Regions from separate parts of the Mus musculus genome. Here region 2 is linked to region 1. The links are chromatin contacts, called in public HiChIP or PLAC-seq maps. All regions are on one chromosome and are shown on one strand. The core of a region is the stretch at or near the end of the contact, and the rest is flanking DNA. Distances in the headings are between cores, read along the strand shown. Region 1 holds the start of Ccser2 (coiled-coil serine rich 2). Region 2 has its middle 34 kb from the start of Ccser2.

The links. HiChIP or PLAC-seq counts read pairs in DNA pulled down with a chosen protein or histone mark.
Region 2: an H3K4me3 HiChIP or PLAC-seq map of neural progenitor cells shows a contact between it and region 1, with 3 times the contacts expected there. The contact joins the enhancer-like site here to the promoter of Ccser2 in region 1. A contact is called at or near these places in 1 of 39 promoter capture datasets (liver), 6 of 484 Hi-C or Micro-C datasets (8-cell embryo, cortical neurons, forebrain and 3 more) and 2 of 115 datasets of contacts at active chromatin or transcription factors (embryonic stem cells and neural progenitor cells).

What each region holds. Positions count from the first base shown.
Region 1 is chr14:36,965,479-36,971,011 of GRCm38.p6, reverse strand. Ccser2 (coiled-coil serine rich 2) reads left to right here and starts at 2,248. Exons shown (of 11, transcript NM_027045.1): 1 at 2,248-2,470.
Region 2 is chr14:36,999,976-37,005,343 of GRCm38.p6, reverse strand. No RefSeq gene overlaps it. Among named protein-coding and RNA genes, the nearest start is that of Ccser2, 34 kb to the right of the region's middle. Within about 2 kb of position 2,268, at least 8 of the 459 cell types and tissues checked have an H3K27ac peak or open chromatin away from gene starts, as enhancers often do. A contact at or near this core is called in neural progenitor cells and neural stem cells, where this site is marked.

The DNA of each region.
Region 1 (5,533 bases), core at 999-3,498:
TATAACCTGTTTTCTATACATAATTCTAAAATGATGTTTAAATACATATTTTTTAGATTTGTCTATACAGTCTTCCAAAGAATGGCGAACATTGTTTGTGCTTTCCTTGCAACCCAACTTTCATGAACATCTAATAATCCTATGATGTAGCCTCCAGCCAATTTTAAGTCTATAACTACAACCGCCCCTTTGTCTAACTTCCACAAACCAAGCCAGTATTCTCTCTGATCCAAATAACCCACGGTCAGTTACCAAACAACTAGACAAGTATCTGTGGTTTAGAATCCGCTGACAGTATCTACACTAGACATCCTCAATATATTCCTGCATCTCCCTTTCCTTTTCCACATACATTCCAATAATAGCTTTGGTCTGGGTTTTCCCTTCACTCCCAGCCAAACCCAATGCCTCTCCATATGCCCCTGCATGACATGGCACCCCATCTTTCAGGAAATGTAAGCCATAAAAATAATCTTTCAGTACATTGATCTCGCGGTGTTGTCACAGTCATCCGGGAAATTAAAATCCTGTGGGCATACACTGGAAGATTTGCCTAATAGAAATAGAAGCAAGGTGCCAACCAAGGAAGTGAGAAAATTGGGACAAAGACAAAATGGGAACACAGAAAATTTGATGAAGCCTGAAAAATTCATATGCATCAGGCACTCTGTAAGGCTTCTACCTTTGCAGAAGAAAGGGAAGTGGTGACCTAGCACGTCAAACTGCCAAAGAAAACACATACTTACCTCAAATATTCAGGGAGTCACAAGACAACAGCCAAGCAGTTCTGAGAAGCAAAGCTCTTCCTGGTTTGGGGAATGGAAAGATCACCCTGCCCCCTCCCAGATTCTTTATAGAGCCTATTGGAACAGTTGCATCTTGCCTAGCTCCCAAGGACAAGCTGTGGAGAGCCACTTCTTTTCCATCTCTCAATTTAGATTGTAGCGTAAAGTCCAAAGCATATTTAGCAACCTCATCGCATGAGTGTTGTGTTTGAATCTGAGGTCTGGAACTGGTGTTTGCTCTCTTAATGATTTACTTAATCTAAAAAGAAACATACTGCATGAAGCCCTAGTCTTTTCCAGCACTTTAAAGATACACATTATCATCCACAAAATTAAGTCTCCCTATCATTATTCTATTGACCAATTAAAGAGACAAGTAATAATGAAACAGGTAAAAAGGAAATTTACTCATTATGGCCACATAGGGAATTGGAGGAAGCAAAAGGGTACAGTTATCACCAAGTCCACCGTCAGGAGTACTGACCAGAGGTTTAAGTCTATATAGAGAGCTAGAGATAGTTGTAAATTGAGCACTCCTGCCTGGTTAAGGTGTGATAGGACTGACCTAGCACTGTTTCGGCTCACTCCGGTCTATCTTGCAAAGTGGTCTGAGAAGTTGTCAGAGCTACGAATCCTGGGAGGCAAGCTCCTTCTCTGGATAGCGCTAGGCCTTCAGTGTTGTTTCCATTTCTCCAGGATGAAAATACCTAAAATTTAAAACATTATTTGGAGTATAATGTTTCAACAGTCTGATGGCCTGAGGGGCGCTAGTGTCTCCTCCCCTACCACAGTGGTTATGTTAGTGGTCTGGAGGACAGGTGGAGACTTTCCAAGTTCTCTTTCAATATTATTAATTTCAGTTGAGCTGTTAGGGCTAGTGAGGAGACTAGGCAGTCTAGGGTCAGATAAATATCACCGTCAATGCTTTTAATAGACAGCCAGATACTGAAGGCTTTCATGATGGTGACTCTCAACGACTTGTCTGACCATCTAGGAAGGAGGGAGAGATGGCATTTGGAATGGGATTGGGATCCACAGCCTCATAAAATAGCTCCAATTCTCAGCTCTCAGTGTTTTATCGCAATCTCCGCTCAGATTCAGTATGCACGGCTGAGGCATAGCCAGCCACAGTCAGGCCAAAACAAGACGTAAAGTGGGGAAGTCATGCTTGCTCCAGTGTTCAGATCACTCCTGTCAGACTGGAGCCGGAGCTGACAGGTTTGGTTGTGGTCAAGCTGCACATTTGAATCCAGCCAAGAGACCGGAGTGAAAGGTTCAAGCCAGGAAAAGACCTGAGTCAGGGGGTAAAAAGGCAAGGTCAGTGGATCAGGGCGGAGCCTGCGAACGGCTGGCGCGAGGTTGGGGCGGGCCCGGAGGCGGGGTCTAGTCCAGTGAGACTCGCGCCTGCGCAAGGACAGACCGGGAGGCGGGGCCGCGCACGCGTAGTGCGAGGGCCCTGGAGGGCGGAGTCCAGGAGGGTGCCGGCCTAGGGAGGGGGCGCGGCGTCGGTGAAGTCCGGCGCTCCCGCAGGCCGAGGAGGCGATGCTGGCTGCTGCGGGGCAGGCGGCTGGACAGACCGGGATGTGACGGAACTGCCTCTCGCCTCTCTCCCATCCTCGGGCGGGCAGGTCGCTGGGCGACCGGCAGCCGGGCCGCGGCCGAGGAGGCAACGCGACCTCCGCACGGTGAGAGTCGGGGGTCAGGGCCGGGGTCTCGGGGCGCCCGAGGCTGCCTGGCTCCGGGGCGCAGCGCGGGCGGACGGAGGGCCGGGTGTCCTTGGCCAGCAGCGCTCTGGGACGACCCTCGGAGCCCCCGCCCCCTCTCCCGAGCCGCCTGCTGTGCAGCGGGCAGGCCGGATGCCCCTGCTCGGTGGTGCTGTGACGGGAAGGGGCCGCGGGATGCCCGGGCTGCAGCCTTCCTGCACCGGGAAATCAGGGCGAGGCAGAGATGCCCTGGGATTTCAAAGCCTGGATGCTCGCGTTGGTGAGGGAAAGTACCTGAGAGCCCGGAATGAGTGGGATTTTTTTTTTTTTTTTTTTTTTAAATCACTGAGTCAAAACAAAGACACGCCCTAAAACACGTCTTGAGAACTTTGGTGGATTACGGGGCGTCTGTAGGTTCAGGTGCTTTACGCCCCTCCTCTCCCTCTTTTGGACGTCTATTTTTATACATTTTTTTTAAAAATGTACCTACTTTCTTGACAAAGTAAAGGGAGGGGGCAATCCATTTGAGGTGGTCGTTGCTCGTAAAGCCTGATTTTGAATTTCAATAATTGCAAATTCATCTTTGCTGGCTACCTAGCCAATTAGGTTTGCTGATCATAAAATAGGCCTTAGCCATGGAAATGACTAGTGCACAGACTCTTCGCCGTTCAAGATTGGAATGCCCTGTTTCACTTAAGGAGAGAGAAAAACCAGGTGGTTCACGCCTTTATCCTGGCATTCAGGACGCAGAGGCAGGTGGATTTCTGTGAGTTCCAGGCTAACCTAGTCTACATAGCAAGCTTCAGAATAGCAAAAACTACCTGGACCTTGTCTCAAAAAACCCAAGCTGGGGGAGGACGGTTATGAATGAGAATAAGCATTTACCTTTTTTTTTTTTTTTCAGAGTAGCCGTTTGAAAAAGCATTTTTTTTGGGGGGGTCAAGAACATTAAGTATTAGTGAGACATATGTATTTAGACAGTTGATTAAAGTATCATCATTTAGATTAAAAAACTGGAATCAAATTTAATGCAAAGGATAACTATAAAGTATGCGTTAAAATGTATAGTGTATAATTGGTAAGGGATGTAAACGTTGATGAAGGGTTTGCATTGGATGAAGTCAGTCTTCTTTCCAGACTTTATTAATGTTTGTCTCTCTTAATTTGTTAGAGTGCATTGCTCTTCTCTTATATGGTGGTTTTCTTCCTTGTTCTCAGCAACACTGACCTCAGTCTCTAGGTTAAAAATACTTAACAACCCTTAACCTGTAATTTGTTCTGTTTCTTTAATACGTCATAACAAGAAAGCCAGAAGCCGCCCTTCGCGCAGGAACTTTTTTATTCTACCTTCCCTCAGGTAGAATCTTTTTGCTTGTTGCCATATTGCTTTTACTATTGTGGGTGAAGAAGAGAATTTTAATTTCATGGTTAGAATTCCTTCAGTCTTTTCCAGTTTCTGGTGCTTGTCTGCGTTCTCGTTTCGTCTACAGTTACACATGTCCTCTCCATGGGACTGTTTGCAGTTCACAGACGATGGCATCTTCCTTTGTTTCCTGGGTCCAGAATTGTCTTCCTAGTAAACATCTTGCATCCCCGCTAGAGCATTGAGCTTGAGTCTTGTCTGGGCATTTCATCTCTTGTTTTCACTGCTCCAGCAGCACCAGGCCACGCTGCACTGAGCAGTTCATCAATTAGGAGTTAACGATTTGCTGATATAGGTCTTCCCCAGGCTTCTGAGTTTCTTCTTATGTTTGCTGCTACAGCACATACTGCTAAAATCTATTTACTCAGTGCATTTTGAGGAAAGGGTCCAGGCTTGAGTGCAGATTTAAGATAAGCTAAATATGTTTGGACTCTCTTAGTACCAGAAAAATTGGAAGAAAAAAATCAGTATTTTAAAAAAATGACTTTTAGAGAAATTGTATGTACTGGTGTTTTACCTGCTATTCTGTGTGTGGGTGTCAGATCTCCGGGAACCAGAGTTACAGACGGTTGTAAGATGACGTGTGGTTGCTGGGAATTGAACTGGGGTCCTTTGAAAGAGCAGCCAGTGCTATTAACTGCTGAGCCATCTCTCCACCCCCAACATTACTACTTTTATTTGTTTAAGGATGAAATAAGAGCTGATACTGTTTGGGATGACATCCTGGTTATGAGAGGAAAAAAGTCGTTCTACTTGAAGATGGAGGAATGAAGGCCATGGCCAGTAAGGGTTAGTCTAGAACTTTATTTTGAGGTGCAGGGGTTTGCCCACAGCTATGACTAGAAAGGGACAGGTCTGGGAACTTGGGCGTCCTTTGGCCATCTTTGTAGTTTACTTTTACTCCCCTCTATCCTAATTCTAAATACGTTTCTTTTTTTAAATTGCATTCATCTATCCTGTGAGTGTGCTCTTGCTCATGCGCCTGTGCTCAGTGCGTGCACTGGGACCTGGGTGAGTAGGTCCTCTGTGGGAGTGCATTCCCTTTTGCCAGCATGTGGGTGCGGGCGATAGGCTTGATGACAAACAAGTACCTTGAGAGTCTCACTGTAACCCAGGCTAGCCCAGAACTCAATGGGTTGCTTAGCTCAGTCTGAGCTCAAATCTCTGCAGCCCCACCTTACCCCCTAGCCTTCTGAGTGTCAGGGTTACAGAAAGGAGCCATCAGTGCCTAGCTTCTAATTTTTAATGAAGGGTTTACCATCCTGGTTCAGTACGAGAGAAATGGATATTTATTATAAAAGGGCTATGTTGGTAGATATTAAATTGGAAAGATTTAGCAGATCATTTGGTTTACTGCTAAAATAGCTTTGAATAACTAAAGCCTGAAAAAGCAAGTAGCTTGCCTCTGTCTCCATCTAACCTCTGTGTCACAGTTCCTGACCTCTTGTTTGCTTGCTTCTCACTGTTCCAGAGAGCAGTCCGTTTGTGCTTTCCTCCTCGCTAGCTGCTACCACTCCTTGGGACCCAGAGCCCTTGAGTGGCTGGGAAACGTGACACCTCATTTGGGAAAATAGGAGAAACTGGACCTTTACCACTCCTGACTGGAGCTTGATAATAAGTTG
Region 2 (5,368 bases), core at 1,019-3,518, 34 kb before region 1:
GTGTACTATGTATGTGTGTGATGTGTATGTTTATATGTCTCTGTGTGTATATGAATATAGAGTTGTGGTATGTATGCATGCAGTATGTATGTGTATAGTGTGTGTGGTATGTATGTATGCAGTATGTATTTGTATGTACTGTGTGTAGTATGTATGTGGTACATATGTGTGTGGTATGTGTGTATCTGTTTGTGTGTGTGTGTATGTGTGTGTGTGTGTGTGTGTGTGTGTGTGTGTGTGTGTGTGTGTATGGTGTAGTAGTTAAGAGAGTAGGAGTGTTAACAAGAATGACATATGTACGGCAGGCCAATTTGTAGAAAATTTGAAAAATCAGACAAGACTCTGAAAACCTCTAGCCCATGCTATTTGTCTATGTGTGTGGCATGCATACTTGTATCTTAACTATATTTGGAGACTCGAGACTGGCTGACGTCAACGATCTTTCTCAATTGCTTTCCTCTTTAATTATTGAAACAGGATCTCTCAGCCTATTCCAGAAGTCACCAAATGTCTCCCAGGACTCAGTCATAGAACAGAACCCTCACCTTCAGCTTTGCAGTTACAAATCGGCTTCCATGCCCACCTGGCACTTCCATGTGCCGGGGATCCTAATGCCTGCATGGCAAGCTCTTTACACACCGAGGCAGCTTTCTAGCCCTAAGACTGAATTTCTTTTAACGTTTTGAAACAGAATGCATTCTGCTCTGAAGACCTTCAGTGGTAGCTCTGAAGGCCTTCAGACGATTGATCTGGCCCATCCACCTTCTGGAGGATTCAGCTTCAAGGAAACTTCTAGACTAGTATTTGACCATACAACTGGCTAACACATCTTGGCTATCTATGTTGGAATGTAAAATTAACTCTCTTAAGGTCTGAGTAAAGTATTTACATTTTAAAAAGCAAGATGCCTGTGTGCCCTTCCTTGATCAAGTTCCTTTCAGTCCCCTCTCTGGCACTTATTTTATAAGATAGAGGTAAATCAAGGAGTGCGCACTTCATATGAAGAAACTGTGTCCAAACATTCACGGCCTGGCTGGGTCTCTGACAACAAATATTCAGGCATTTCCTATCAATCAGGAAACCTGAAAAGTAGAGTCTCAGTTCCAGAGAAGTTGGATTGTGGCAAATATTCTTGGGAACACCACTATACATGTTAATTCTGAAGGAAAAAGCAATTCTTCCACAAGAAACTCAAGGAAGACTAGAACAGAGATTTCTACTTCCCAACATATATCTGGACCCTGGGAACAATCTTTGGACTTGACATGGGATATAACCCAGAGATATGGCTAACTGTCCCCCTCTCCCAGCTGGGACAGTTTTAAGTGAGTTTCTTGTGCTCAGACTACTCTCAATAACCTTAGCCCACGTAGTGAGAATTAAGTGGGGTGCTGGTTGTGGTGAATCTTGGCCGAGCCAGAGGCTGGCTTTGGCTTATGTTTCCTGTACAAGCGCCCTTGCCAAAGAGTACAGCTGATCCAAAAGGCAGCAGAGGAGTGGATATGTTTCCCTGCTTTCTTTGAAAAGCTTTCCTGTGCTGTTCTAAAGCAATGTTTGTTGTCAGAACGCGTGTTCTTCCTGTTTTGTTTTTTTTTCTTAAAACAACCTTTCCTTTCAAGATTCAAACATTAAATACTGCACTGAGAGACAAAGCTGAGAGATGCCTGGTCTGGCCTTCTCCCAGATGACCAAGTTCCTGATTGGCTTAGACTCAGCTCTCAGGAATTCCCGCCCACTCATCCATTCACCAAATACATTTAAGAACATATTCCCGGGGTCTGTTATGTACCAGATGTGAGGGTAGGAGCCGAGGACATAGCTGTGGCAATTCTTTTGCAAGAATAGGTACTCTGTCCTCCCATCCCAATGGCCAGATGTGTTCAGAGGAATCTGATTCCTCTTCAAGATGGCCCTTTTTGTCCCACATGTTCAAGTATTTTAAATAAGAAGTATCTTGTAGGAGACAAGGTTTCAGAAAAAGAAGAAAGTGAAAGGAAGTATAAAAATTAATGAAACTATCATTTTTACAACCATGCCCAGAAATATAATTGATAACATACTGATATATTGTTTTCCACTCTCTATTTTTCTCTAATACATGTAAACTTGGAGACACACTACGTCCTTGCAATTGTAAGACTTAGTCCTATGACCCTATCCTTCAAAAGAACTTGTGGGAACAAAGGCTCTTGGCTGAGAATAAAATGAAGCCTTTTATAAGGGGGGCTTTGTAGCTCCTCCAGGGTAACCAGGGGAGCTTCCTCAGAAGCATGAAGTGCCCACTTTTTAAAGAGCCACAGGAAACAAACCAAACATGACACAGCCCAGCAATACAGACACAGACTCCAGGAAAAAGGGAAGTGCACACTAAATATGTGGCCACGAAGGAAAGAGCAACTTGCATCCTGAGACTTGGGGCTCTGTCCCTGACTTTTAGTGTCAATGCCTATCCTTGGAAGTTGTAGGTGTTAAATATGACCACAGAAGCAGAACAGAGGATCATATAGGTGGGGATGTTGCAAAGAAAATCTTACGCAGGGGATGGTAGACAGCCCGATCAGTAAAATGACTGCTCTGGATCCTGGGGGAGTTGATTTTGAACTTTACAATCATGTAGAAATGCCAACTGTGATGAGAGTGCACTTGAAATCCCAGTATTGTGAGTGGAAACATGCAGATCTTTGGAGCTTGCTGGCTAGCAAATGAGAGACTGTGTCAAAAACCAAAGGTGGATGTGGATGGCAACTGAAGAGCAACACTTAAGGCTATACTTTCACCTTTATGTGCATGCACACACATGCATGGGCATGGACATGGACATACACAGTTTGACCTAGTGCTAATATCCATTTAAATATCAAAGCCCTTTCAAGCCCATGTTGCACCGAGGTCTTTGTCACTGTTGGGGGAGATGGTGTGCTACAAGACAAGCACTCTTTCTTTGATTTAGTCAATGCCCCTGCATGGCATTGGGGTTATCACACCCTGATCAGAATAGTATGATAGATGCCCCTGGGAAGGACTTTGCTTTTAAGAGAAAAAGTGGTTAACTCCCAATTGTATACTATACCACAAAGACTTTGTTTTTGTGGACTTTGTTTATTAGAAGGAAAGAAACAAAACAGAACACTTGGACTCATCCCATAAGAGAAAGACACAGAGCCATGGAAGCAAAGGCTGGGAGTCACAGCATATTCTTAGCTCTACAAAGAACATTGTTGATGTAGACATAATACGATAGCCTCTATTGATTGATTTAAACAAAAACAGTAATGGAGCTATAATGGGAAAAGGGGAAAAGGGTGATGTAAGAACTAGATCATCAGTCATAGGAAGTTAATCCATTGTTCTGCAACTAGAACACAATAGCCAGGAGGGAGCAATTTATGAAGGAAAAGAATTTATTTTGGATCCTGGTCCTGGAGGCTGGAAAGTCTCAAATCAGGCAATTGTACCTGAAGAGAATAATAGGATTCAACTCATAGAGGAAGGAAAAAGAGCAAGCAGGCATGTGCGAGGAGACAAATCATAAGAGGTGTCCTCACTGTGCCAAGTCATTTTTGAACTTGCCACTGTATGCTGACCTTTGCCCTGTGACTTGATAACTTTTTGAAGGCTGCACCATTCCTCAAAGCCATTGCATTGGTGGTTCAGTTTCAGTGTCAGTTTTGGGAGAAACAAGCCATGTCTACACAAAGTGACTGTACAGTGATAATATCTAAAGTTCATTAATTACAAGTGATGGCCTGAAAGAGGTGTACTCAGCAATGTTCATGGCCCTCTTTATCATTATCCCTGTGTGTACTCGTAGGCATTTTAGTGATGTTTATATAAAGTCATCGCTAAAATTTTATAATCAATGAAGAATTACCACCCAACCATTTGCAGAATGGAAGTGGCCTTGCTGTAGGGCTTTTGTAGGTAGATCATGTTCTGGGATTGCGGGAGGTTGAAGGATAAGGGCTCCTGAGCTGCCCACTATTCTTTACATGGAGGGTGAGAAGCAGCTGTGACTTGGCATAACCAATGGTCTACCAAGTGTATTTGTTCACAAACGTGGAGGACTGAGTTCAAATCCCCAGAACCTATGTAAAACTCAGATATGGTTCTAATCATATACATACAACCTGGTATTGTTGGAGGTGGGGTAGAGGAAACATGTTTTGTTGGCCACCAACCCAGCTCCAGGCTAAGTGAGAGAATCTGTCTGAAGAGAATACGGCAGAGAGATAGAACAGGGCACCCAATATCATTCTGGGGTCTCTGTGTAAGCATGGCTGTATATACTCTCACACATATATGCCACACACACATATACACACTGTAACCTCCCCTCCCCAGCCTGAAACCTGTTTGCTCAGGTTTCAGTGTTAGAGAGCATCGGGGAGGAGCTTGCTGCCCTATCGTCCTGCCACTCCCACTGCCGCTGCCTGCCAACTAGCTGTTCCAGAGCACCTGCAACTTTACTCCTAGGTGATTTGGCGGGAATCGGGCCCCTTCCCCTGCTTCATAACTGAGTGTCAGAAATAGTAAAATTGAACCTTGATCAGACTGACTGTCTTGGTTACGTCTCTCTCTCGCGCGCGCGGCGCCTAGACCCCCTCTACTCTTCCAGGTTTCCAAGATGCCTTTCCAGACTAGAACCCAAACATGTGAGCCGCTGGCCGGACACAACAACACACTACAATTTTTTAATTAAATCAACGTTTAAAAAGCTAATATTTCTTTACTACCATAGGTTAGAGGAAGTCAGTTCTGACCAGGGAAGCCAGGGAGCTACACAGCTCTGTATATGATCTATGGCCTTTCTTGTTAACATAGCCTATGGATGTTTTCTGCATGAAGTAGTTTTTGACAATCTGCTTCTCGTGACATCTGGTCTCATGCCACTGCCGCATTAGTGGCAAATCTACATGCAAATACCGTGTAGATTTCGAGTGCAGTGTGCCAGTCTTCTTTCCTGGGCTGGAGTTCCAGCCCTGCCACTTTCCAGCTTTGGCACTGAGGTGCACAGCTGTACTTTCTACCTCTGAGACAAGGGAAATACCTATTCCACAGGGCAGTGGTGAGACCTAAAGAAACAAATATACACAAAGTGCTGAGCAGAAAGCCTGCCACTCAGTCCACACTCAGTAAATCCTAGCTGCTTCTGGTTGTTGTTTGTTTTATTTTACCCATCCTTTCTTTAAATATAGAGTTTCCATTTTCAAAACATTCACATTCATAAACTGTGTAATATTGTATATTCTTCTATAGATTTTAATTATCCATCATAAGGGTACATCTCTGTGATATACCAACTTCTGCATGTCTCCAGCTTTTGGGTTCTGTCTGCTGCACCAAAACATCCATTTAATTATGTAATGTC